Linked DNA regions of Drosophila melanogaster: region 2 is linked to region 1. A link is a contact called in public HiChIP or PLAC-seq data. All regions are on one chromosome and are shown on one strand. Each heading gives the region's core, a stretch centred on a gene start, on an enhancer-like site or on the middle of the called end of the contact. The rest is flanking DNA. Distances are from core to core; before and after follow the strand shown.

Region 1 (3,237 bases), core at 558-3,057:
TTGAAGATCTTGAGGTACTCCTTCGCCTGATCTATTTCTCCCGCTTTTTTGGCCTCTATAGCAGCTAGCTTAAACTCCTTTTGGCGCTCGAGGAGCAGTTTCATTTGTTGCTCGGCAATATTATTCTTCTGCTGATTGCCAGACGTGCGTGTTGTTAACTCTTTGGGCTTAGGAGGTGAAGGTGCTTTTCGAGGAGCTGTAGGTGTCGTCGCACTGGAACTGGAGGGTGTTCCTCCTGCGGAAGTACTTGCTGTTGGCGGTGGAGATGTAGGCGAAGTGGGCAGCGACGGTGTCGGCGCGACAGGAGCAGCATCAGCCGTAGGCAGCGGTCCAAAACCTGGTGGCACAGGCAGCTCATCGTAAGGCACTGGTTTGCCTGCCTTGTACAACTTTATGGCATCTTCGTATTGCTTCACAATCCTTCCAAAGCGTCTTGCTTTTCCGCTATTGTTTTCTGCCTTGGCTGCCGCTTCTACAGATTGATATTTCTCTAAACGTTGCTGCAGAGCCTCCAACATATTTGTTGCAGCTGCTAGAACAGGAGCAGGAGCAACAGGTGTGGGTTCTGGGGCAGCAGTAGGTTCTGCGACAGCTTCTGCGGCTGCTTCTTCTTGCATTTTTTTAAGGAATTCAAGAAACTCAGCTGGTGGAGGGGGCATGTCACTCAAATCAACTTCCTGTCCGTCTTCACACATTTTTATAACTACGTCAAATTGCTTGACCACTTTGAGAAACTGAAGGGCAGTAGATATGTCACCACTGCGCTTAGATTGCAGTGCAGCAGCTTTGTAGTCCGTCTGGCGGCTGCGCATTTGCGTCACAAGAGGATTAGGGGGAGATGTGGGAGCCACAGATGTAGTGGGCTCCACGGGGGTGCCGGGGGTTGGTGGATCTGGAGCTGCACGACTAGGCACAGGCGGAGGGGAAGCAGGTGTGGAAGGAGCTGGTGACTCCTCTGCAGGCACTGGAGGAGCCTGCCCGCCAATTGGCTTTACACTGACTTCAGGTGGAATGTCATCCACGTTAATGGACTTGCCAGCCGCTGCCTGCCTGTGCAGATCTTTCAGAGTCTTAAGGCCTCTTCCAAATCGCCTTGCTTTGCCAGAATCGCCGGCAGTCTTGGCATTGGCCTCGGCCTGCTTGTACATTTCCAGGCGCTGTTTGATAATGCTTAATGTGTCCACAGTCGTCGTGGGCAGAAAGGTCTGGACGGGTTCCTCAGAGGCAGCTGGCGGTTGTGCGACAGGCTCCTCTTCCTCTGCCTCCTCTAGACCACCGATTCCGCTCAGCTCGCCAAGAAGATCCGGATCGCTTTCCAAATTGTCATCATCATCATCGTCGCTGACATCACGCAAGCTGTCGGCTATCATTTTGTCCAAATCACTGGCGGGTAACAGCTTTGCTTTGGGCTTGGGCTTTGGCTTGGCTCCTTCTCCGCCGGTTATGGCCGCAAGCTCTGCCTCCAAATCACTGTCACCCCCATCGTCCTCACCATATCCAGCGCTGGGATCAAAATCATCTGGGATTTCCGTAAGACCGAACTAAACACAAAAAACAAAAAAGACAGTCCAAACGATGAGTCATAATTAATAAATAGACGGATCTAGACTGTTTGTTTTTCCTCTCACCTGCGATAAATCGTGTTGCCTTCTTTTCGCTGGCTCTGGCTTCTTTCTGGAGAACATCCTTGATTGCACAGAGGCTGTTTATTAACTAAAATAAGTCTATAAAGACTTTCAAATCCTTTAAATTTTTGCGTCGCAACAGTTCAGCCGCAGACAACAATAACAGAGTGGGGATCACTGTGGTGCAACGAAAGGTGACGCAGGAAAGTCTTTGCGAATTGGTGACGTCAGTGGCACAGGGCTACAGGAAATTTGTTGACGGTTAAAAAAATATCGTTAAAAATAATGAAGAAATGATTTTTTCTTCATTCAGCAACATTAAATTTTATTATAGTTTAATCCATAATGAAATATAAATGAACATGGTAAGCCACCTTACAAAACATCAATCCTGCGGAACTAAACTTTTGCCGGTAACTAGGGCTGCGAAACGCTAACAGGTACAGGGCTGCCGCGCCAGCTGTCTAATCGAATCGATACCGCAACCTATCGATATCGAGAGCCAGCGCACACACAGTGCAAAAGAGTTTGCGAAAAAAAACCTGGACAAAAAGCCAAATTGATTGTGCGCCGAGCAGCTTGAGGCACTAGGTGTACCCTCGTCGACCAGTGCCGTGAATCCTCTAACCATCGTGGTTGTGGTGGCACCAAGAAGTTAGCGAAACCATCGTCCCCGCAGTTCTCCCAGCTTCCACCTCCTCCAACTCCGTCTTGGGGGCCAAAGGCAGAAAATCATCAGACTTCTGGTTGTGAGCAGCGCGGGGCAGCGGGGTCGGCACTGGCCTGCTGGGTTAAACGTGGAAGTAAACAAACGAATTGGATTCCGGGTCCAGGACGGACGAACGGGGCGTGGCTCGTTAACCAGCGGCTTGGTAAACGAAACCAGAGACGGCAACAAGTAGGCGACAGGCATGGACGTGTCCCTCACTGAGCCGGAGACGCGCTTCTACAGTGAGTTGTTCCAATGCTGCGACGTGGAGAAGACAGGCAAGGTGCCCATGCTTAAGGCCACCGAGCTCTTTCGCTCGGCGGACATCGCCAATGAGACCGTGATTGAGGTAGGTCCAATTTGTGTGATCGTGAGTGATTAATTATCTGGGTCTGGGCTTATAGATCACCGGTCTGGCGGGGATACCCTCCACGGCGCTACACATCTCGCGGACACAGTTCTACTCATGCCTGAAGCTAATCGCTGCTCATCAGGCGGCCATGCCCCTGCGCCAGGAGCTGATCTTGGCCACGTTTCCGCTTCCATTACCGCACTTTAGCTGGAAGGAGGCGGTTACAGCTCCGGTGGCTGTCGAAAATGGATTGACTGCCTTGCCACCGCCACCACCCACAGATCGCAGAAATTCACTGCGTCGTAACTCGCAGCAAGAGCAGCTGCAAGACACCTCTGATGTGCCCAGCACCGACTCCGAGGTTGAGCAAAACGAATCAGTGGACGATGCGACAGGCCATGGACGAGGTACGGATGGCTGTGGGGTCGTCAGCAGCAGCAGCCGCGAAAATGTCGGGGTTTGTACTTCTATCTTATCTTGTGACATTTGTAAATAAGCTTACCATTGACCGATCCCCGTCCATGCCTTATCTCTTTTAGCGACGACGAGGA
Region 2 (3,417 bases), core at 82-2,581, 160 kb before region 1:
ATTCTGTTCGTCGCCCATCATGGTGTACGTCTTGCCTGAAATGCATGCCCGGTTTTAGGTATACCGCCGCGTATATATAGCACAGTACCCACCCGACGACGTCTGGCCGTAGGCAAAAATAGTTCCGTTGGAGCCCTGCATGCAGGCGTGCACTATGTGCTTGGCCATCCGGTCGAACACCTCCTGGTTGCTGGCGCCCTCGTCGAACACATAGTCTGCCAAACGGAATGGAATGTAAATGAGATAAAGGTCTTGTAGATCAGGATACGCTCAACGCTCTAACCACTCACCGAAGACATAGGGCTCCGCATGGCTGTCCGCCAACTGGATGGAGCGGCCCTCCTTCACCTGCCAGAGTGAAGTGAGCCCGGGCTCGCAGGGACGCACCTTGATGCAGACCTGGATGGAGCTGGCGTTCTTCGTAGACATCTTTGCGACTTGTGGGAAACGTGTTTGACATGCACAATGAACAGACACAAACAGATTTTAACGTTTTATAAAAGCTAGTTTGATCGACATGTTAGTTTCTCTTTGTAAATTCGAACAAATACCGCTTCGGAAGCGAACCAGATCGAAATACGGAACCAGTAAATAGGCGCGAGCCAGTTCAATTTAAAAGTTTGAGGAGCTTTCGGCGAATATGAAAATATAATCCAATAGGCTTCGAACATAAAACTTTTTCCGAGCTTTTTCGTGATATATAATATAGATTATTATTATCTATATTTCCAAAATAGTAAAGACCGCTAAATTAAATGCTTACTTACAGACAGACAAAAGCTGAGGGGATTGTTTAATGCATACAGAAGAATACTGTCTGATATAAACATGAGATTTCATTGGAATAATAATCCCAGTTGTTCACTATTAAAAAAAATAGGAAAATTGAAAATTTGGAAAATATTATAGTGGTTATATTAGGGAGCTTAGTTATAATTTATTTCAAATATTTGTTTTGGAATCAAATACTTTCCACATTATATGTGTGCTATGAATAGAAGTTATGAATTAGTAGAAAAAATACGAACTTATATGAAATTTAAACCGTAGTTTTCGCATGTATTTAAGAGCTTGTTCTATTTTCTGTTTGACCTTAAAGTATTGAGTCATAGAACTTTGTTAGTTAGCATGCCCTACCAATAAGAACACAACGTCTTAGAATATATATATGCCGTAGCGACCCTTGATCAGGAATGTTAATGCAGCCCTGTGGGATAAGAACATAATGTGTTTCTGTTTTTATTTTTGCAGCCCTATTTGGAACTATGATAACAATCGATGAACCGATTTATCTATCGAGTCGTTAGCGCCACTCGAAGATATCGAAGCATATACATCCCTGATTTTGCAAAGCGGCATTTGTTCGAATTTAACGAGCAACAAAGATGTCGATCAATGTTTGTTTACTGTAAAACATTGAATTTTATGTTTGTTTATGAACTGCGTTCTGTTTATCATAAAGCATTGAGACCAAGAAGGCGCCAAGATGTCTGCGAAGAACGCCAGCTCCATCCAGGTCTGCATCAAGGTGCGTCCCTGCGAGCCCGGGCTCACTTCACTCTGGCAGGTGAAGGAGCGCCGCTCCATCCACTTGGCGGACAGCCATGCGGAGCCCTATGTCTTCGGTGAGTGGTTAGAGCGTTGAGCGTATCCTGATCCACAAGACCTTTATCTCATTTACATTCCATTCCGTTTGGCAGACTATGTGTTCGACGAGGGCGCCAGCAACCAGGAGGTGTTCGACCGGATGGCCAAGCACATAGTGCACGCCTGCATGCAGGGCTTCAACGGAACTATTTTTGCCTACGGCCAGACGTCGTCGGGTGGGTACTGTGCTATATATACGCGGCGGTATACCTAAAACCGGGCATGCATTTCAGGCAAGACGTACACCATGATGGGCGACGAACAGAATCCGGGCGTCATGGTGCTAGCCGCCAAGGAGATCTTTCAACAGATCTCCAGTGAGACGGAGCGGGACTTTCTGCTGCGCGTGGGCTACATCGAGATCTACAACGAGAAGATCTACGATCTGCTGAACAAGAAGAATCAGGACCTCAAGATCCATGAGTCCGGAAATGGGATTGTGAATGTGAACTGCGAGGAGTGCATCATAACCAGCGAGGTTGACCTCCTGCGCCTGCTATGCTTGGGCAATAAGGAGCGCACCGTGGGCGAGACGAACATGAACGAGCGGTCCAGCCGTTCGCATGCCATATTTAAGATAGTAAGTGCAGCCTGCTATTTTCTTTCCGATAATCTGCAACATGTATCCCACAGATCATCGAGTCCCGAAAGTCGGACCACAGCGATGACGACGCAGTGATTCAAAGCGTGTTGAACCTGGTGGATCTGGCTGGGTCAGAGCGGGCGGACCAAACGGGTGCTCGAGGAGCGCGCCTCAAAGAGGGCGGTCATATAAACAAGAGCTTACTTTTTCTCAGTAACGTTATCAAAAGTCTGTCGGAAAACGCGGACAATAGATTTACCAACTACCGCGATTCCAAGCTGACGCGCATTCTGCAGGCTTCTTTGGGCGGCAATGCATTCACATCCATCATTTGCACAATCAAACCATCGATCATGGAAGAGTCGCAGTCTACCCTTAGTTTCGCCACGCGAGCCAAGAAAATTCGCATTAAGCCCCAAGTCAACGAGATGGTATCTGACGCCACAATGATGAAGCGGCTGGAGCGAGAAATAAAGGTGCTTAAGGATAAGCTGGCCGAAGAAGAGCGCAAAAACGAGAACCAGCAAAAGGTAGAGCATCTGGAGAGACAAATAAAACACGACATGCACAAGATAATCTGTGGTCACTCCCTGAGCGACAAGGGTCAGCAGAAGCGTCGCCGTACTTGGTGTCCCACTGCATCGGGATCGCATTTGGAGCTAGCAGAGACCGGCACAACTGAAGATCGAATTGACCAATTTCCAAAGGTCTCACACCTTCCAAAACCAGTGTTTTTTCACACTTCAAATGCAGGCAAACGATGGGACAACATTCCAAAGACCATAAACATTTTGGGTTCCCTGGATATCGGTACCGAGAGCAACTCCATTAGTGAGGAATTTCTCCCGGCAGAATGCATTGATTTTGGCTCCCCTCGCCCAGATGTCCTCAAACCCATGTTGACCATCAGGCAACTGCCAGACCTGCCCCTCACTCCCAAGGGTCCCTTAACGTAAGTACTTCTGCAAGCTTTTTGATCATCCTCCATAACATTCATCACATAACAATCGCATCCACATACCCCGACCCGATCCCTGCACTTATTTGCCTGCACAGAACGGATAAAATCAAGAAGGAAATCCAGGACCTGCAAATGTTCACCAGCTTAGAGAAGCATTTTGAGGTGGAGTGCGAAGAGGTGCAGGGTTTAAAAGAAAAGCTGGCCGAGGTTACAGCACAGCGGGATA

What was found. HiChIP or PLAC-seq counts read pairs in DNA pulled down with a chosen protein or histone mark.
Region 2: an H3K27ac HiChIP or PLAC-seq map of the Kc167 cell line shows a contact between it and region 1, with 4 times the contacts expected there. The contact joins the promoter of cmet here to the promoter of l(2)gd1 in region 1. A contact is called at or near these places in 18 of 107 Hi-C or Micro-C datasets (the Clone 8 cell line, the D17-c3 cell line, the Kc167 cell line and 9 more) and 2 of 6 datasets of contacts at active chromatin or transcription factors (both in the Kc167 cell line).

What each region holds. Positions count from the first base shown.
Region 1 is chr2L:11,105,513-11,108,749 of dm6, reverse strand. l(2)gd1 (lethal (2) giant discs 1) reads right to left here and starts at 1,807. Exons shown (of 6, transcript NM_135644.4): 1 at 1,629-1,807; 2 at 1-1,541. The coding sequence starts at 1,685. Reps (RALBP1 associated Eps domain containing) reads left to right here and starts at 2,105. Exons shown (of 7, transcript NM_135643.4): 1 at 2,105-2,683; 2 at 2,739-3,143; 3 at 3,226-3,237. The coding sequence starts at 2,537.
Region 2 is chr2L:11,266,916-11,270,332 of dm6, reverse strand. It overlaps cmet (CENP-meta), which reads left to right and starts at 1,331. Exons shown (of 12, transcript NM_080254.3): 1 at 1,331-1,625; 2 at 1,701-1,823; 3 at 1,881-2,227; 4 at 2,281-3,182; 5 at 3,287-3,417. The coding sequence starts at 1,487. cana (CENP-ana) reads right to left here and starts at 553. Exons shown (of 11, transcript NM_001032076.2): 1 at 291-553; 2 at 93-215; 3 at 1-35. The coding sequence starts at 429.